Linked DNA regions of Anser cygnoides: region 2 is linked to region 1. Evidence: chromatin contacts called from public Hi-C data. All regions are on one chromosome and are shown on one strand. Each heading gives the region's core, a stretch centred on a gene start, on an enhancer-like site or on the middle of the called end of the contact. The rest is flanking DNA. Distances are from core to core; before and after follow the strand shown.

Evidence for each region. Hi-C and Micro-C count contacts between places; a contact is called where the count stands out from the background.
Region 2: a Hi-C map of liver shows a contact between it and region 1, with 2.3 times the contacts expected there. The contact joins the promoter of SLC41A3 here to the promoter of CHCHD4 in region 1. A contact is called at or near these places in 4 of 7 Hi-C or Micro-C datasets (granulosa cells and liver).

Annotation. Positions count from the first base shown.
Region 1 is chr10:12,738,082-12,743,234 of Taihu_goose_T2T_genome, reverse strand. It overlaps CHCHD4 (coiled-coil-helix-coiled-coil-helix domain containing 4), which reads right to left and starts at 2,972. Exons shown (of 3, transcript XM_048070984.2): 1 at 2,844-2,972; 2 at 663-761. The coding sequence starts at 2,865. It overlaps TMEM43 (transmembrane protein 43), which reads left to right and starts at 3,084. Exons shown (of 12, transcript XM_048070330.2): 1 at 3,084-3,239; 2 at 3,846-3,995; 3 at 5,030-5,153. The coding sequence starts at 3,228.
Region 2 is chr10:13,045,241-13,050,411 of Taihu_goose_T2T_genome, reverse strand. SLC41A3 (solute carrier family 41 member 3) reads right to left here and starts at 2,922. Exons shown (of 11, transcript XM_067003004.1): 1 at 2,798-2,922; 2 at 709-1,027. The coding sequence starts at 999.

The DNA of each region.
Region 1 (5,153 bases), core at 1,723-4,222:
ATTCTGATTTTTTAAGTCTCCTGAACTAATTCATTTGCAGGTTCGATGTACTTTCTGTAAGATCTATAATCTTCATTGAAAACTTGAACTCACCTCTTCTCAAGACAAGATGGTTACACCTGAAAACTAGTGATTTGAACTTACCTGTCATGAAATAAAAACATTTCACATCTACTGATTACATTGCCACTTGTACCATATAGGATAAGTGATAAACATATAGGATAACAACAAGAATTTACACTTTTTAAGCCCTAACTATGTTAATACAAGAAAGACTTTTTTTTCCTGGATATCTCTTCGGATATACTATCCGAAATCATAAGCCATCAAGTGATGTATTTGAACAGGTCACTTTGAAAGATTGTGACAAATTAAGGAAAAAAAAGCCCGCCATTTGGAAAGCATGTCATTTGCACTGTCCTAATTTGGAACTTAGGACTGACAAGAGTTTGTGTGTTTATTTACTGAACAGATTTCTAAATTTACTAAATAGATTGCTTATTTAACGAATCAGTTGCCCTGCTATCAGTCTGTAAAAATGAATCAATAGTTTGCTCCTACTTCATACAAAATTTGGTGGTTTTGTTCTTTTTTGGGGATTGTCAGATTACCATATATGTCACATGTCACTTCCTACTTCTAGCCTGCTTACTACTGACCTTGTTCTTCATAAGGGTCATCTGGGTCATCTGCAACCAGTTCAGCACTGCTTGGTGTTTCATGGTCCTCCTTGGTCACAAATATAATTTTGTCTTTTCCTGTCGCATAGGAGACAAAAAGCAAAAGTTCAGAGAAAGCTGAGACAGAATGAGTCATTTACAAAGCTGCTGAACAGCACGAGATGATGAGATATTCAACATGATGCTCTGGTGGTAATAGTGAATTAATTCTACTGTACTTATTTATCACCTTCAATTACAAGTTGTTGGTTCACAGGAACAAACATAGAAAAACAATCTGGAAAGTATTCACAGGGAAGGTGATAAAAACTATATAAAAAGACCTCGAAATAAGACCTACAATAAAATCAGTGGAAGTTAAAAAAGATTAGGTAGTAATTTATCTAGAAAAATGGTGAAAGAAACTGAGCCTGTCCTCTTTGTACCACGCTCATGTACCTGTAGGAGATTATTCTCATTAGTCAACAAGAAAAGAAAAAGACATAACCAATTAAATTGATTTACAATAAACATTTGCATAAAGCACAGTTAGGCAATGCAAACAAATGTCTACAGAGATTGCAACAAGTCCTCACTAAAGAGAAACAAGATAAAACAGGTACTTATTTCTGGAGGAGACGAGAATCAACTGTCAGGACTCACAGAAGCAGTAGAAGATTGCACGTTATTCCTGAGCTGTGACAGCATTTAACATTCCTCAAAGAATTTTAATTTATTTATTTATTTATTTATTTATTTTTAAAACACCAGCATCCCCCTCCCCACCCTAATGGAGGCGGGGACCAACACAGTGTGGTGACACGAGCTGGGTGCAAGCAACCCAAGAAAGGAGGTGGAGAACATGAAATAGTTTGGGAAGTGTTCTTTTAAAGCACTCATTTAAATAGTGTTAGCATACATAATAACAGATCGCCCATTTATTTGTCAGAATATACAGAAGCTACCTGAAATTCTTTTCCTCTACAGTTCCAGTTTTCGCAGCAACAAACCGTAATGGCTGCAGATCACAGCACAGTTCATTGAACTGTGAAGTTAAAAAGTTGTTTTGAAACAAGCTCAAGCTACTACTCTCCTATAAGGACTTGCTCAGCTGAAGGGGTTTAGACAAAAAAGGAGCAGTGAAAGCAAAACTATACAGAACTACAGGCAACCGTTCAGTAGGATACTCATTAAGATCAGCAGTCTCCATTAGGGACCAGTGCCATGTTTTGCAGTTATTATGTGAATTAAATACTGAAGAATACCTTAACGGTGTTGAACCAACTACACCGAACCGTGCTGCACACGTTACCAAGGGCAGAAAAGCACCAGGGTGTGCTTCCTGCTCCGGTGCCACTCCTGATTTAACAAAGAGGTTCTGAAGGGGAAAAAGGAGGCTTGGCTGGAAACCAGGGCAGAGTTTCCCAACAACTCTGTGAAACTATAAAAAATGTTCAGAGGCAGGAAGGTCACTACAAGGACGCAGCGTATTAGAAATTAGTCGCTCCTTGCATCTCAATGTGACCTCAACCAGCAGCTGCTCAGTGATTCCCTTGGCTTTGCATTCAGACATGTCTCACACATTCAAACGTGTCTCAGAAGCAAATAAACCCAAGTTCTTTTTAGGAAGAAAACGATTGTCTTTTTTTTTTTTTTCTGTCAATTCTGCGTTGTACTCCAGCACGCTTTACACCACAGAACACCTCAGGATTTCTTATAGGAAACTAGAAACACATGAACTCTAACCCCTATTACTCTAACTGTAATTTTGTAGGATGCCATAAGTCAATTTATTGATCTTATGATCCAGAATATTGTTAAATCAGGTTAAAACCATGAAGCAAAGAGGACTGTAACTTAAGGCTGCCTCATCACAGCATTCAAACAGCATTCAGCGTGCATCACCAGCTTCCTGAACTAGAGAAAAACAGCTTTTAAAACTAGAAAACGCTTCTTTCTAGCGTAAAACCAGTCACGTTATCAAACGGGAAAGAAAAAAAAGCACCAAAAAACCAACCCCCGGGGCAGGAGGCGGCCAAGCCTCAGCAGCCCCAGGACCCCTGCAGCAGCCCAGGCCTGCCCCCCCACTCAGTGGCCGCTTTCCCTCCCCGGCACTCGGGCCCTGCCCGCCTCACCCCGCCCCGCCTCGCCTCCCGGCGGCCCGGCCGGAGCCCGGCGCACCTTCTTGCCTGCAGTAGGACATGGCGGCGCCGCGCACACCACGGCAACGGGCGGCGGCGCGCGGCTCCCCCCTCACACACACTCCCGCCTCCGGAAGCGGCCGCCCGCCGCTGAGGCGCCTCCTCGCCGCGGCGGGAACGGAGCGACCAATCCACTCAGGACTACATCTCCCAGAGCGCTTCGCGCGAAGGGGGGGACGCCATTTTCTTGCCCGCCGTGCGGTGGCTGGTGGTTGGGACTACGCGTCCCGGCATGCACCGCGGCGGTGGCTGAGGAGAGGCGTGAGGCGGGGTCTGCCTGAGGCGGGGTCGGGCGGAGCGCGGTGCTCGCGGCGGTTCCTACGGCTCGTCCCGGGGTGCTGCCCGCTGGGGGAACGGCCCCAAGATGTCGAGGAACGTAAGTTTGGCCCTGCCGCCGCCCCTTCTCGCTCTGGGGGCTTCTTCGGCTGCCCCGGGGTGGTTCGCGGCCAGCCCCTGCAGCCCCCGCACCGCAGGGGGTGTAACCCCCGCTGTCATCCTTTAACGCCGCACCAGCGAGGGGGGCGATGCCAGATTTGTGTTGATAGCCCTCTTTGGTGCCCGAGCAGCGTTTATTTTAAAGTATGCTGGCGCTTGCCACTGGCGAAGTAAAGCGTAACGTGTTATTTATAGCTGTGTTGTAGCTGGTGTGGAATCTGGGAGCATTACTCAATTTCTCATGGCCCGAGTGCGGGGCGTGGGCACCAAGTTGGGAACGCTGGGACTGACTGAAGGAGGCCTGGAGGGATGGGCTGAACAACTGTTAAAGCAATTGTTTTCTCCATCAGGTTTAAGTTTGCTTATTGACTGCATTTCTCGTATCAAAAGCATGACCTGGTATTTAATAAGAGTGGGCAAGTTTAGGCCCAAGGCAGGAGGTACTACTTTGCAGAGTAACAGTTTTAACAAAACTACAAAACTCATTTTGGAACAGAATGCCTTCCCCTTTCACACCGATACTGCATTTTTGGTTTATCTCCAACAGTTCTCTGACACAAGCAGCAAAAAAGAGCATGTTAAAATCACAAGTGAGGCCAAACCGGGGTTCCTGGAGAGGCTCAGCGAGACCTCTGGAGGCATGTTGATGGGACTTGTGACATTTCTTCTGTCTTTCTACCTTCTTTTTACCAACGAAGTAAGTGAAGTACTGTCAGTCTTTATACACCGCTTTAACATGTCATAGCCGAATTGACATTCAACTGGTTTGGCATGTATAGACGCGCTGAAATTGTCATGCTAAAGTTTTAATATTGCATCCATGAAAAGAGAGCAGTATGTCTGGAGAGTCTGGTGCTTATGCTTGGGATGTAACAGAAGAGTGAAATCACAGGGCCACAGATGTTCTTTCTATAGAACAGAGTGTGACAGAGACGTAGGATGTGTGTGGTGGGAGGTAAGATCCAAAACCTATGAGGTGGTGGGGAAACAGGCTATATATAGTGTTATTGAAAGAGGCTTGTATGAGACAGTCACATTCCATTCATCTCCCTTCTTGAGATAACACAGGGTCCTCATTTCTAGTGCTGTTACAATTTCGTTAAAGGAATTCATATTCCATGTTGCAAAAGTGAAGGTGTTAATTATTCTCAGTGTTACTTTGTCTTGGTTTTAGATTTTAAAAGTAATAAAAGTAAACAAGGAATTCTTACACCCTACCCTTGCAAACGTGCATGATTTTGGCAGTTTTGAAGTGAGGTATTAGACCTTCACTTAGGTGAATTTTCACCTAACACTTTCTTTCGTACCTCGACAAGAGGAAAAGGAACTACTCCCTGTTTCAGTGACTGTGCAGGAAAAAAATTAAGTAGTCAAGTAGTTATACAAGCCTTTGGAAAAAGGATTATAACTAACATAATTTTTGCAGTCATTCAGGAACAATAAGGTAAGAGATGAAGAGCAATAATTTTAGACCTTTGTAATAATAAACTATGTGTGTTTGTGTAGTTAAGTCAGTGTTAATTGTCCTGCTGCATGGGTAAGAAGTACTGCACCAAACTGTCAGATGTGGAGAAAGAGAGTGAAGGATTACAAGTGGGTTTTGAGAGCGTGCCTTGAGTCTGAATGTAGGAGTCCCAAGGGTCTGCAAATTGCTTGTCTGCTAACCTTTTTCACAAAATACTGCAATATCTCTGTTTCTCTACAACTTGATTTTGTTTTTCTTGATTACAGGGACGAGCTTTGAGGACAGCCAAATCTCTTGATGAAGGACTTTCTCTTGTGATTCCTCTTGATAACATTCACAGTGTGTCTCAGCAGAATGAGGGGAGACTAGTGCACTTAGCTGGCGCTTTGA
Region 2 (5,171 bases), core at 1,673-4,172, 310 kb before region 1:
CACTTAGAGTACAAAGGCATAGCAACTTATAATCTGTAAATTAACTATAGCTTTAAACTGTCTGGAAGTAGGCGTTCATTGCTGCTTTAAAGCTCTGTATTGCTATGCCATGGGAGGCAAGGTCTGGTCCTGACTGTCACAAAAACAGAGGTCAGACTGGAAGACTGAAGACTCAAGGATTTATGTTATTTGCTACAAGGCCTTAGAGAAGGATGTGGGGCGCAGCCTGAGCTGGGCTGGATATATAAAGTGTTAACAGTGCTGGGTTGGCTCCTTGCAGGGGATGCAGGACTATTCAGAGCCACATCCAGAGCCAGGAGCAATACAGCTGTACCTACTGCAGAAAAGCACTGTGCCACCACAGCCCTTGGGGCTGCAACTCAGCCATCCTCCTCCTGGGACCAAGTTAAGACCACTGCACAGGACTGCACCTTCCTACTTAGATGGCTCAGCTCCTTTGCAAACTCTCCAGCACCATGGTGTCTATTACATCCAAACCAGAAAAAGGGCCAGAAAAACACCATATGCTGTCTACTGAGAGCTTCACAAAAGCAGCTATACAATACCTGCCTTGGAAGGACATGTTAGTATGTGAAACTGCTGCACGTTTTCCTTTACTTGCTAACCCCGGAGGAAATCCCCTGCTTCTGAAAAGAAGTTTCCCACCTATCCCATACCAGGTACATCAGATCAGTTCCTTTCCCTTACCTGAACATAATCCAAAACCATGCCTGCCAAGACCATGCCAAACCCAGCTAGGAGGTACGGCAGGAGCACCTGCAGGCAAATCGCGATGGCTGACTCTTCCCGTGACTTTGCCATGGATGCCTTCTCCTCAGCCAACAGCTTCTGCTGTGCGGGCAGAGAGACATCCTCTGCCTCCTGGCTGCCAAGTCTGCTCTCTCTGTGTTTACCCTTGCTCTTTGCTTTGTGCCTGGATCGCTCTCCATTTCTAGTTCTGCCCTCTTTTCTCCTCTGCCGAGCCTCCTCACCTTTCATGGTGGCTTTCTTGAATCAAGGAGTTTTTCTGAAAAACAAAGTCAGAATCAGTGAGATGACGAAAGGAGGTGCTGGGTGGGTCAGGGACTGGCGACCCTGGCAACTCCACTCCATTAACCTGAAGGCAAACCACCACCTATCCCCAAAACCCTAGATGCCCTGCTAGACCCAGATGCTGGTGCTTAGTTTACCTTCAGTTTTTCATTGTGTCAAACCAAACTCTCCTTCCATTACTGCATCTCTCTTCCCAGGCCTGCGTTCACACTGGAGTGCTCGTCGTGCATCCTGACTCCTACTCTGGGGATGCCTGAAAGGATGCGGCGGGTGCTGCAGGCAGCCTGCATGCTGGACCCACCAGTTCTCATAAGGGGGTCATGAGAACTGAGGAGCCCAGCAAAACCCAACCCTTTTTAGGATCTGACTAGGAGCAGTTCACACCCTGGCATCCTGCAGTCCAGCAAAAGGTGTAACTCACACCTAGCATAACAGAGCCAGCTGCCAATCGCTCCCCAATAAGAGGGTAATTCTCTAATCTTCCGTCCGATCTGAACACTTTCACTTCCTCTGGCACCTCCTTTGACACACACGCACGCAGTATGTGACTCACCTACCTACAGAGAACCTGCCATGACCCCAGCAGCATCCTCTGAGAAAAAATAAACATGCAAAATTGTTACCAGTCGCCCTTTTCCTCTCCTCTCCTCTGGTCTCACTTCTTCACATCACCATTCCTCATCCTGCCTGCCTGGATCGTTCCCCATCGCCTCCCGCCAGCACCCACCGAGGTTAACGCTGCCTGCCCGCTGTTCACCATTCGCAGGACCAAACCCCGCTGCCCAAACCCCGGCCCCGACCCATCCCCTTCCTCACCCAACATCTGGGCAGCGGAAGGAAACCGCTGGGAGGCCCCAGCCGCAGCTGGGCGGCGGAGGAGGGAAGAAGGAAGGATGGACAACCCTAAAACCACGCTCTACAGGAGGAGGAAACCCCTGTGTGTGTGTGTGCGTCCCCGTCTCCTTCCCGTCGCTTACCGGCTCCTCGCCCTGCCCGGGGCTCTGCCCTCAGAGGGCCGCGGGAGGCGCCCGCCACGGCTGGGCCGAGCCCGCCCTGCGCGGCGGCCGCGGGTTCGAGTCCGGCCCCCGGCGGCTCGGAGGCGGCGCGGCGCCCTGAGTGGCAGCCGCCGGGCCTGCCCCGGCGCCGTGCGTGAGGCGGGCGGGGGGGCCGCGCTGCTCCAACCCCCGGGCTGTGTTGTTGGTGCCTGTCATACGGCCCTGCCTGGCCCACGGAAGGCAGAAGGGGACGGGGCTTGAGGGGAAGGGGGTCGGAGGGCTCCCGGAGCCCCCTCGGGACGTGAGCCCCGCAGGGAAGCGCTCCCCAGGTGGAGCTGCTGCCCCCCGAGCCTGCAGGCTGCCTGAACCCCCGGCTGATCTTATCAGCAAGGGTGAAAACGCCTGAACACAGGAGAAAGAAACCTGAGGCTGCAATTGGGAGTTGAGGAAAGACTTTTCCTCTATTTTCAGTTTTTTCCTGCCCCCCCCCCCCCCCCCCCCAGTTTGGCATTACAACATCTCTCACTTCAAGCTTCTTGTGCAAACGCCTCCACTGCAATCAACAGCGAGACTCCTAGAGACTTGATTTCATCCCCCTCCCCTACTGAACCAACGTTAGAAATGTGATTGCAGCATCCATCACGTCTGAGCACATAAATCCCATTACGCACTGAAGTAACCGTACTCATGCACGGCTCCTGAATCATGCAGCTCAAATTTCCAGAACAATCAAGGATATTAAATCATACCTCAGTACCAGAGCAATGTTATATCCTGCTGAAGTCTCTCAGGTGTCACGCTACGCTAAAGGGCTCCTACTGACAAAATGGTGCCTTTGGGCCTGCAAGCTCTGGGCTCAAAGCAGGGTACACTGAAGGGAGCTGAAGGTTTTTGTAAGTGACAGTAACGAAACGCTGCAGCTGCTGCGTGTTGAGGGTGCGCATTAACTGTTGAATGTCACTGCTGTAACAGCAAGGCTTAAATTTCAGCTCACTTGGTGTAATTTTATGTCATCCCTTTGCAACCAGTGCTTCCCTGAGAATGGCCAGAAGACAGCGTTTTCCTATGGGAAATAAGAAGGGAAGGGACATCTATCAAAAACCTGCGACCTTGCCAAGACGTTTTTAGACCTGTTAAAAATGTATTCTGCTATCACTTTACCCCTGAGCTTCAAAGAAAAATATCTACAGAGCAAGCAGAAATCCCCCTGGGGAAACTGATTGACAAGGGCATTTTGGTAACGGCTCCAGCTGCGGGATCTCCCACCTGGATCCAACCACCAGCTAGCACAGGGACTCCCAGCACCCTGCCACACCTCATCCTATATACAAAAAGGGATGTAACTGTTTGGCACATGCACCGTGTCCTCGTGTACCAACCTCAAATCTCCAGTGCATCACCACTGGGTACGTATTTGAGAAGGCTGTCTTTCAGCAGCAGCACAGAACTGCATTTCTTGGAAGCGCAGCGGCAGTGTTTAGATACACCCTGGCTTTGACGCAAGGGAACGGCTGCTGGACCTTGACTGCAAACAGAGCTCCTGTGACCTAGGAGCCCCTGAGCTCCCAGATAGGAACAGTTCAGCTGCTCACTGCAGCCTGGGAAGTGCTCGGTGGCATGAAGCTGAGCAGCTTCACGCTAAAATGATTTTCTTCTTCACTCAGCTGCAATTCACGTGTGCTACTTCTCTCTGCTCTCACAGAGGTACAAGTGATATCAGCAGTGTCAAAGGCGTTAGGGGACTCATTGCACTTGTTCTGATTTCTCCATAGTGCTTACAAAGACTTTTCTGCAATAAGAAGATAAGTTTCCTTCCTGTCTTCCATGTTGCTTTGCTCCTGGACTTTATTTCCAACAACTATTCCTTCAGCCAAGCAGAGGGGAATTTTACAGCTCTTTCCACTCTTTTGTCCAGACACGACATTTGTTTTTTACCCAGTTTCCTGTTATAAAATGGCATTTCTTTGATGACTAGGGACTACTGAAGACATTTCTCAACCATAAAGCTTGATTTATGACTTCAATGCAGTTAGCCCCAGCGACAGACTTAGTGTGACGGCCAGGCTGTGCAATGTCCCTTGTCACCACTGCATTAAAGCTGCTGGTGACTGCTCCATGGCACACTGGGCTGCAGTCCCATCATAGGACATGCTTCTGGACATCCAACAGCTGAGATGCATGAAGAAATGCTCAGCCTAACCTTTCTGCACTGTGAAACACTGTTAGCTATTATGGGTTAAAAGTATCATTTGGAGGTTGGTGTGCAGATAGAAACAGGCAGTACAAAACCAATACACGACATATGCTTAGTGCCTTATAAATCTGGGGATTGAGAGATGTAAAACACAGCAGGAACTTCCTCGAGTTGGGTGGGTGGGAGAAGGAGACATCTCTCCTCCTTTGCTTTTTTTTCCTTTATGTATGTTTTGATGTCAGTTTTATGGTATGCTAGCCTTCACACACAGTAATTTACAGGTAGCTAAGTTAATTTAGTTTCAGTCTCTATCTCCTATCTTTTTTTTTTTTAAACTATTTAAAGCACAGATGTTTTGAGCAGCAGTAATACTCAGAGAAATTAAGAGAGCCATCTCCTACCTGCTTTCTCTCCTCACCTTCCCTTGCCATAAGCACCCGCCGTGCAGCTACTGCTGTTCTTGGACAGTTGTTAAGCCAGTTTACAACCTTTCAGAACAACCCTACAGACTTCATTCAGGTTTCATATACAGAAATCACCCAGTGTAGGAGAGTGAATGTAGCACAAAGATCTTCTTTTTGTGCCCTGGGACACCTCTTAACTTGACCTGCAGTGCTACAGGCCCCTGTTGAACTACTCTGCAGAAGAATAAAGCCAGCCTAAGCCACCATGTGGCACTCTCAGGAGCTGAGGAGAGCTATTTGCACGTGTTCTCCCACATACTAGATAACCAAGGACAAGATATTTATAATGCACGATGCCCTTCTACTCCCAGTCTGCCATTAGATGGCAGCAACTGAATGTGGAATGAGAGCGTGCAGCTCTGCAAGTCCTACTTACCGCACAGCTTGTGCAGAGATTTCAAGCTTTTCACTTCTAGGTCAATGGTTCAAATCTGGCCCAGGTCAGGAGGGGCCAGAGATCTTCAC